Regions from separate parts of the Hordeum vulgare genome. Here region 1 is linked to region 2. Evidence: chromatin contacts called from public Hi-C data. All regions are on one chromosome and are shown on one strand. Each heading gives the region's core, a stretch centred on a gene start, on an enhancer-like site or on the middle of the called end of the contact. The rest is flanking DNA. Distances are from core to core; before and after follow the strand shown. Region 1 has its middle 450 kb from the start of LOC123431302. Region 2 holds the start of LOC123431291 (auxin response factor 22-like).

What was found. A called contact is a pair of places that touch in the nucleus more often than the background predicts.
Region 1: a Hi-C map of seedling shows a contact between it and region 2, with 3 times the contacts expected there. The contact joins the enhancer-like site here to the promoter of LOC123431291 in region 2. A contact is called at or near these places in 1 of 6 Hi-C or Micro-C datasets (seedling) and 1 of 1 datasets of contacts at active chromatin or transcription factors (embryo).

Annotation. Positions count from the first base shown.
Region 1 is chr1H:284,159,807-284,164,015 of MorexV3_pseudomolecules_assembly, forward strand. No RefSeq gene overlaps it. Among protein-coding and RNA genes, the nearest start is that of LOC123431302, 450 kb to the right of the region's middle. Within about 2 kb of position 1,940, at least 3 of the 3 cell types and tissues checked have open chromatin away from gene starts, as enhancers often do. A contact at or near this core is called in seedling, where this site is marked.
Region 2 is chr1H:283,689,976-283,694,610 of MorexV3_pseudomolecules_assembly, forward strand. LOC123431291 (auxin response factor 22-like) reads left to right here and starts at 2,733. Exons shown (of 4, transcript XM_045115116.1): 1 at 2,733-2,844; 2 at 2,984-4,123. The coding sequence starts at 3,041.

The sequences.
Region 1 (4,209 bases), core at 690-3,189, 470 kb after region 2:
ATGTTCCAGAACTTGAAATAAATGTTCCGGAATTTGACAAAATGTTCAGGAATATGAAAAAATGTTCCGGAATTGTAAAAAATGTTCCGGAATTTGAAAAAAAAATCCGGATTTTTCATTCGTGAGATAAGTTTCAAAAATGTTTTTGATTTTCGAAATATGTTCTGGATTTCAAAAATTGTTTGGGATTTCCAAAAATTGTTTTTCAATTTCGGAAAATGTTTGTGTTTTTACAAAAATGTTCTGTATTTTCAAAAAATGTACTGGGTTTTCAGAAAATGTTCTTCAAATTCGAAAAAAAATTCCGTTCTTTTCAAAACAAATGTTCTGCATTTTCAAAAATTGTTATTCAAATCGAAAAATGTTTTTTCATTTAAAACAATGTTCTAGATTTTCATAAAAATGTTCTGGAGTTTCAGAAAATGTTTTGGAGTTTTGTAAAACGTTTTTAAAAAATGTTCTTGTTTTTCGAAATTTGTTCTCAAAATTCGAAAAATGTTCATATGTTCAAAAATTGTTCACATTTATGAATTTGTTCAAGGTTTTTCAAAACTGTTCTCATTTTCAAAATTTGTTCTCAATATTAAAAAAAATATTGTTTTTTAAAAAACATATTCACGCTTCCAAATTTGTTCTCCTGTTCAAAATTTTGTTTTGAAAATTCAAAAAATATTCGTGCTTTAAAATTTGTTCACGGTCCCAATTTTGTTCTGGTTTTTCAAAATTGTTGTTAGTTTAAATTTTTGTTCTCAAGAGTCAAAAAATGTTTGTCTTTTAAAAAATTGTTCGCCTTCAAATTTGTTCCCTATTTAAAAATAGTTTATGTTTTCAAAAAATAATTTAAAAAATTCAATGTTTGTACGTTTTGATAAAAAAGGTGAAAACCGAAGGAATAACGACCCAAAAAAGAAAAAAAAAGTAGAAAAGAAAAAAATACGCTCGTTGTGCACCTACTGGGCTGACCCAGTCGGGGTCGCCGGGTGCGAAGCCCCGACTGGTTGCTGCAGTGAGCGGCGACTAGGAGCTCAGATGTCCCTGTCTTCTCGAAGAAGGAGACGCGTATGTTTTCTTTAGCGATCTGGATGAGTGGGCCTGCCTTTTCTTCTTCTTAACGTTGGTTGATGGTTAAGTGGTGGTGGGCCATAATAGTGAGGCTGGGCAGGAATTCTCCTCTATTTTTTTAGATACTGTTTCCAAAAGATGAAATTTGTGATAAACTTAGATACTTGTGTGCTTCTCCTTTGCAATCTGGAGTACCCTAAATACATAACCGGGATAAGGATGACACCCATGGCCTACAAGGAGTTTGGATCAGGGACAACAAAGTAACTCTTGACTTTACGAATTTATATTAATATAATATAATACATGTATTTTTAAATGTTGATTACAAGTTCTAAATTGATAGCCACCATTTAAAAAAAATCTATTTTGGTTTAAATATGTTGGCGTGGGTAGATCATGGTTCTCATCTTGCTAATTAGGCATTTTACATCACAAATTTTTCTCTCGACCCTATCGGTTACACCACACTCACGAGCATAGTTTAGTTTGTTGTACGAAATTTTTTTTAGCTTATCTCCTATGTGATCGTCCCTTCTCTCGTTTGCTGCAACCAACACTTGGTCGAATACGCCTCATGACCTCATCTCACTTTTTCTTTTGATACAATCTTCATTAAATTTTTATACAAATATATCATCATTTTTAAAAAAAATTAAAGGACTTATGGTTAAATTTCGTTTCGGGCCCCAAAATCCCAGGACGGGACCTGTGTCTACCTTATTGTTTTCTTTTTCTTATAAAGTGTATACCTTCTCATGCCTTACAACCATTCTTGGCTCCCAAGCTCCCGTTAGCCATGGATGGATGTGCATGCGTGGATGGGTCCTACGATTTTTTTGGCATGGCTAGCTATAGCTACGTGCCTGGACCACTCGATCGGTTGATCGCCATGGATGCGTGCGTAGCAATCAAAGGTGAGGCATGCGTGCATGGGACAGGCAAGTGAAGACAAAACGTATTGCTTGCCAAATTGGCGAAGATCACATGTAGCAGATCAATGTCTTATAAAATTAAAACCTAGAGCAACTTTAATGGGACGATCCAAAGTGATTTTGTTCGTTTTTTTTATCCGTTTGGATCGGCCAACCGACCAGCGTCCGTCCTGTTTTAGATATGGATTGACAGCGCGTCCAACGCGCGCGACCCATATGTGCCGACGTGACTGCCCTATTTTGCATGAATTTGCATAATTTGAATCAAAAAAACATAATTTAGACCGAATAAAATAGCATAGTTATTACAAGCCGAATAAAAATAAATATGTCTCACATAGTTCTTACATAGTTTTGCAAACGAATAAAAGAAGGTAAATCTATTGGTTGCCAACATGAGTCCACATATGCTCAACCAAGTCATTTTGCAGTTGCCACGTGAGTTTCCCAATCACGCATGTCTTGATGAAATTGAATGAACTGTTCAAACGTTGTCGCTCCTTCATGCTCAGCACAACATTCTCACCCTGAAACTGATCGTACATACGTTCCGGGCGCTCGTCTTCTACGATCATATTATGCATGATCACACACGCAGTCATCACCTCCCACAGTTTCTGCGTGCTCCAGGTATTAGCAAGATATCGAACGATGCCCCATCGAGATTGCAAAACACCAAAGGCACGCTCGACATCCTTCCTAGCACTCTCTTGCTCTTGGACAAATCTTTTCCTCTTCTCTCTGACAGGGTTGGGTATTGTCTTCACAATAGTGGCCCACTGAGGATAGATACCGTCATCCAGGTAGTATCCTTTGTCGTACTTGTGGTTGTTGACTGTAAAGTTCACCGGTGGGCTGTTGCCTTCGACAAACCTAGCAAACACCGGCGAACGCTGAAGCACGTTGATATCATTGTGTGATCCGGCCATGCCAAAGAAAGAGTGCCAGATCCAGAGATCTTCAGACGCCACGGCCTTTAATATGACAGTGCAAGCCCTGACATGGCCCTTATACTGCCCTTGACAAGCAAAAGGGTAGTTCTTTCACTCCCAGTGCATGCAGTCTATGCTACCAAGCATCCCTGGGATGCCCCTGCTGGCATTCATCGCCAACAAATGGGATGTATCTTCAGCAGTCGGCTCTCTCAAGTACTCAGGACCAAACACAACAATAACAGCCTTGCAGAACTTATACAGGGACTCTAGGCAAGTAGACTCGCTCATACGGACGTACTCGTCAATGAGATCACCGGGCACTCCGTATGCAAGCATTCGGATGGCGGCAGTGCATTTCTGATAAGAGGAAAAATCTATCTTGCCAACAACATCCTCTTTGCACTCGAAATAGTCATCATAGCCGACCACCCCCTCTCTAATACAGTTGAAAAGATGCCTACTCATACGGAAACGGTGGCGGAATTTTTGATGTTTGAACAATGGGTTTGTTGTATCAAAGTAGTCCTTACAAAGAAGGAAATGCCCGCTCTCTCGGTTGCGATTCAACGCCGGAAGGTGGCCCAGAATGGAGCCACGGAACAACGGCCGCTGGCTGTTGAGGTGATGATGGACAACACGGCAGCCAGTATCTCCTCCTCGTCATCGGACGATGAATCGTCGGAGTCGCAAAGGAAATTGTGAAAAAAGAACTCGTCGGCGGGGTCCATTTTGTACCTTGGCAAACTGTCGAACAGCTTGCGGGCGTCGACGAAGGAGACGGCCGACGAAGGGAGTCGCGGCGCGCACAAACCAGCTAGCTGCCCTGCCGGCGTCCGAAGAGCGTGCCGGTGAGGATCTGGCCGGGCGGCGAAGCGGCTTCTTGGTCGGAGCGGGCTGCGTGGTGGGGGCGTGGGGGTGGGAAGCAGTCGGCTCCCAGGCGGCAAGACGGCGGCGGCGAGCGACGTGGGAGTGGGCAGCGTTGCTAGGCGGATGTGGAGGCACCGAAGCTGGCAGAGTTGCCGGCAAAAATGGGTAGCGGCGTCGGCGACGAAGGAGGCGGGTGAGGGTTGGATGGGGGAAGGCCAATGTGCCATCGACCAGCGGGCCCGGGGGAGGAGAAGGCAAGCGTGCGCGCGTCCGTCATGTGTCTACGCCGATGCAAATCCGGCTCAAAAATCTGCCTTTTGTGTCCGCGCAGACCCAAACGGACGACGGCAGACGAAATGGGTCGCCCCATTGGAGTTGCTCTTATATTCCAGGACTCGACTGAGTGCAAC
Region 2 (4,635 bases), core at 1,483-3,982:
GGATAGAAAATGCAGTCTGTTTAGGGCTTGTTTGGAACCATCCAGATTATATAATTCAGTTTTTATAATCTATTCTATCTTCAAACAAGACAGGTTATGGTGTAGATTATAAAAACTAGATAGACAGATTATTAAAAACTCATAATCTACTTTACACCAGCTAAAATCAGATTATGAATTGCTAATGACCCATTACCCTTGTAAAGTTAGAGATAATTACATTCCTACCACCGCCACCCTCCTCTTTAAAAAAACAAAGGACGGACAGGTCATTACATAATGTAGGCCATGTTTGTTTGAGAAGTCCTAAGACTTTTTTTAGTCTCAACTTAAAAGTACCTAGTCCCTACCCGTTTGTTTTCAGGGATTAAATAGGGACTAGAGGTCATTAAATGACATGCAAAAGACCACATTATCCTTAGTAATGTAGTAGTAGTTATTAAATGACATGCTAAAAGTAGGGGCATTGTTGAAAAAAGTGCCAAAAAAGTTCCAAAAAGACCCTCCAACAGGGACTTCTCCAAATAGTCTCAAATACCCCCTTTTACTCCCTAAAAGTCCCTCCTGTTTGTTTCACATGAGACTTTTTGGGACTTTTTTTAGTCTCTACACTAAAAAGTCCCTGAAAACAAACACCCCCCTGTAAAACCTGAATTATAGTTTATATAATTTGATCTCCAAACATGCCCATGTAGATTATTTTTATAAATCAGATTATATAATCTATCTTCATAATTCAGATTATCATAATTTATTGTAATTCCAAACAGGGCTTAGATCGGCCCGTTGAAGTTGATTCGAAACGGCTGTCCACAGTCCACACGTTGATCCGGTGGTTTAGGGGGTGTTTGGTTCCCAGCCACACTTTGCCAAGCTAAAATTTGACAGCCACATTTTTGTTGGTATGTGTTTGGTTTTTGTCACAGTTTGGCTTGCCACACTTATTGCCCCTGTGGCCCATTTGTCATAGAGTCATTTTTTTTATCAACTTTTACCAAAGTTTGACATTCGTTTTTTCAACCACACTTTGTGACTTGCCACACTTTGATGGCTTGCCACACTTTGATTTGACAAAATTAGTCACCAACCAAAGGACCCTTAATTGCGGTTCCAAAAACTGCGCGGATGTCGTATAGTGAACAGTACCCGTCGGGACATGACGGAAAATGCTCAACAGTGCTTCGTGGAAGGTCGCTGTCCTGGTCCAGCGCGGCGCCTCAAAATCCCAACCGCCCCTTAAAATCGACGTGACATTCAAATGCTCGCAATTCCTTTTCTGCAAGTTGCTGTAAGTGGCGCGGAGGACAGGAGGCCGGAGTAGTAGTAGAGACGATCCGCTAGGGGATGGAGATGGAGATGGGATCATGGGGATGACTTTTGTTTGGGCGGTCGGCCAGTGGCGCACGCGCACGGGCGGCCTCGGGGCACGGAGGCATCCAATCGTCCGAAACCCCGCGCACGGCGCCTCCTCCCCGCTCTCTTTTCTTGGATCCAACGGCGTCCCACCAGCAAAAAGAAACGACAGCGTTTCCACTTTCCACGACGAGTCGGCACGCCACAAAACCCCCGAGACCTGTACACTTTTCCCTCCACTTCACAAACTCAGTGGCCATCTACTACCACCAAGATGCAATGCAAGACCATTTATGCTCAAAAAAGAAGAAGATGCAAGACCATTTATTTGGAGCACAGCAAAGCAAGCGGAGCACTCATGGTATATGTTGCATGCAGAGGGAGGCCGCGGCCAGCTGCAGCGAGCGACGCAGAGGAGGAGAGCCGCTGCCTGCCGCGACATGTCCCCATCGGTGTTCCGTGGGTCGATTGCCCTGGCTCTGAATTCCCGGTGATCGGTTCGCCCCCGCGCCGGAAAGGGAGGGCGAGGAGTCGAGACGAACAAGGCACAAGATTCGCCCATTTCCGGATCATGCAATCAGTCGCTGCCCCTGCCAACTTTCTCACGGCCGCGGCGCACAAATGCCCTCTCTTGTCTTCTTTCCCAAACAACCAAATTTCGACAGCTTATTATTATCATCTCTCGCCGCTTCCCTCCCTTTCCCAACAGAAGACGAGTGACCATCTCAATTGTTTTTTTTTCTTTCGGGCCTCACCACCTCAGCGGCGAGCCCAAATAAATTGGTTGAGATCTGAGACTCAACTGAATTTTAAAAACGTTTGCCACCTCTTTTCATCAGATTCAGAAATAACACTAAAAAACAAGACGAAAACCCTCCGCTCTTGTCGCCACCCCCTCTGCTTCCTAGTCCATGCCATCACGGCCGCGGCCCACCGACAGCAGAAAGAGGCAGGCACGCGGCCCCACATCCTTTATCGCCGACACGTGGGCCCCGCCAGCCTGGGCCCCACCGGTCACCGATGGTTGGTGGGCGTCGCTGTTGGCTGTGCGGTCCGGCGCAGGTGATCCACTGGGGCGCCCGGCCAGGCCACTGCAGCAGCGAAGCGGGCGCCTCCAATCTCCCTATCTAATGGCCGGGAAGACATCCAAAGAACTCGCCATAATTCCAAACCACTGTGCCGCTGTAGCACACCACTCCCTCCCTCCTCGTCCTCGTCCTCCCTCAAGAACACGGAAAAAATCGGGGCCTTTTGGGTTCCGGACACCAGGGATTCGATATTTATTCTGTTTACTTTTGACCGGCGCGACGGTTCTTGGGCTTGGGATGGAGTTGCAGGGGGCCTGGGGAGGGCAGGGGAGGCGGCGTCGCCTGATGTAGATTTCCCTTTTTTTCTTTTCCTCTGCTCGCTTTGTTTATCGTTCCGGCTCTGGGCGTTCACATTTCTCGTGATCCGCCAATTGGAGGGAGGCCATGCGCGCGGGCCAAACAGGTGCTTGCCTTTGTTGCTTTTCATGATTCGGTCCAGTTTATTTGCTCTTTTCTTTTGATGATGATGGAACAAGGATTGCGTGTGGAGTTCGGTTCCCGTTCGGGGTCTGCGAATTTGATGGAGGGCGGTTTGATGGCAGGTCTGCTCCTGTGTTGGAACAAGTGATCGCATTTCCTGGCGGTGGTTTTGGGTGGAGATGAAGGAGGTGGGCGCGGAAAGGTGCCTGGACCCGCAGCTGTGGCACGCCTGCGCGGGCGGCATGGTGCAGATGCCGCCGGCGCGCTCGCGCGTCTACTACTTCCCCCAGGGCCACGCCGAACACGCCAACGGCGGCGGCGCCGCCGAGCTCGCGGCGGCGGTCGGCCCGCGTCCGCTGCCGGCCCTCGTGCTCTGCTGCGTCGCAGGGGTGCGCTTCTTGGCTGATCCGGACACGGACGAGGTGTTCGCCAAGATCCGGCTGGTGCCCGTCGGCCCCGGCGAGGCTGGGTTCCGGGAGCCAGAGGGGCTCGGCCCGCTCGGGAGCGACCCGCCGGAGGCGCGCGAGAAGCTCTCCTCCTTCGCCAAGACGCTTACGCAGTCCGACGCCAACAACGGCGGCGGCTTCTCGGTGCCGCGCTACTGCGCGGAGACCATCTTCCCCAAGCTTGACTACAGGGCTGACCCGCCGGTGCAGACGGTGCTCGCCAAGGACGTGCACGGGGAGGTGTGGAAGTTCCGGCACATCTACCGGGGCACGCCGCGCCGGCATTTGCTCACCACGGGATGGAGCACCTTCGTGAACCAGAAGAAGCTCGTCGCGGGGGACTCCATCGTCTTCCTGCGCACCGAGCACGGGGAGCTCTGCGTCGGCATACGCCGCGCCAAGAGGGTCACCTGCGGGGGCATGGAGTGCATATCCGGCTGGAACGCACCTGGGTATGGGGGCTTCTCGGCCTTCCTCAAGGACGAGGAGAACAAGATGATGAATGGTGGCCCCGCTGGTTACGTCAAGGGCAGGGGGAAGGTGAAGATCGCCGATGTCGTGGAGGCGGCCACCCTCGCCGCCAACAGCCAGCCATTTGAGGTAGTCTACTACCCGAGAGCTAGCACGCCGGAGTTTGTTGTCAAGGCCGCGGCGATGCAGGCTGCCATGAGGATCCACTGGTGCCCTGGCATGAGGTTCAAGATGGCCTTTGAGACCGAGGATTCCTCAAGAATTAGCTGGTTTATGGGGACCATATCTTCTGTTCAGGTTGCCGATCCACTCAGATGGCCGAATTCACCATGGAGACTTCTTCAGGTTTGCTCGCTCTGATGATATCCATACTTGCACTCCATCCTTTCTTCTCAATAAAGATGCATACTACTACTACTAGTTACATTACATGGAACTGCAAGGGATGAATGCACTGCATCATTTACACAACATAAGTATGAAGGCTTCTCATTCAGATGCCTTAAATGGTAGTACTAGTACTCCCTCCTTTTCAAAATATAAGTCTTTTTAGAGATTTCAATACTGACGACTACATACACATGTATATAGACATACTTTAAAGTGTAGATCGCTATTTTTATTTCGTATGTAGTCCGTAGTGAAATCTCTAAAGAGACCTATATTTAGAAACAGAAGAAGTAGAAGTTAAGGTACTAACATGCAAAACATGACCAGCTTTCCGCACAATGTTGCCAAATTAATAGTAATTCGTAATAATAATGATTCCCTAACCCCCTGATATCAACAGATTAACCTATTAATTAGTTCAATAACTGGCATAGATTTACTGGAGTAAAACATCGCATCGTCCTTCG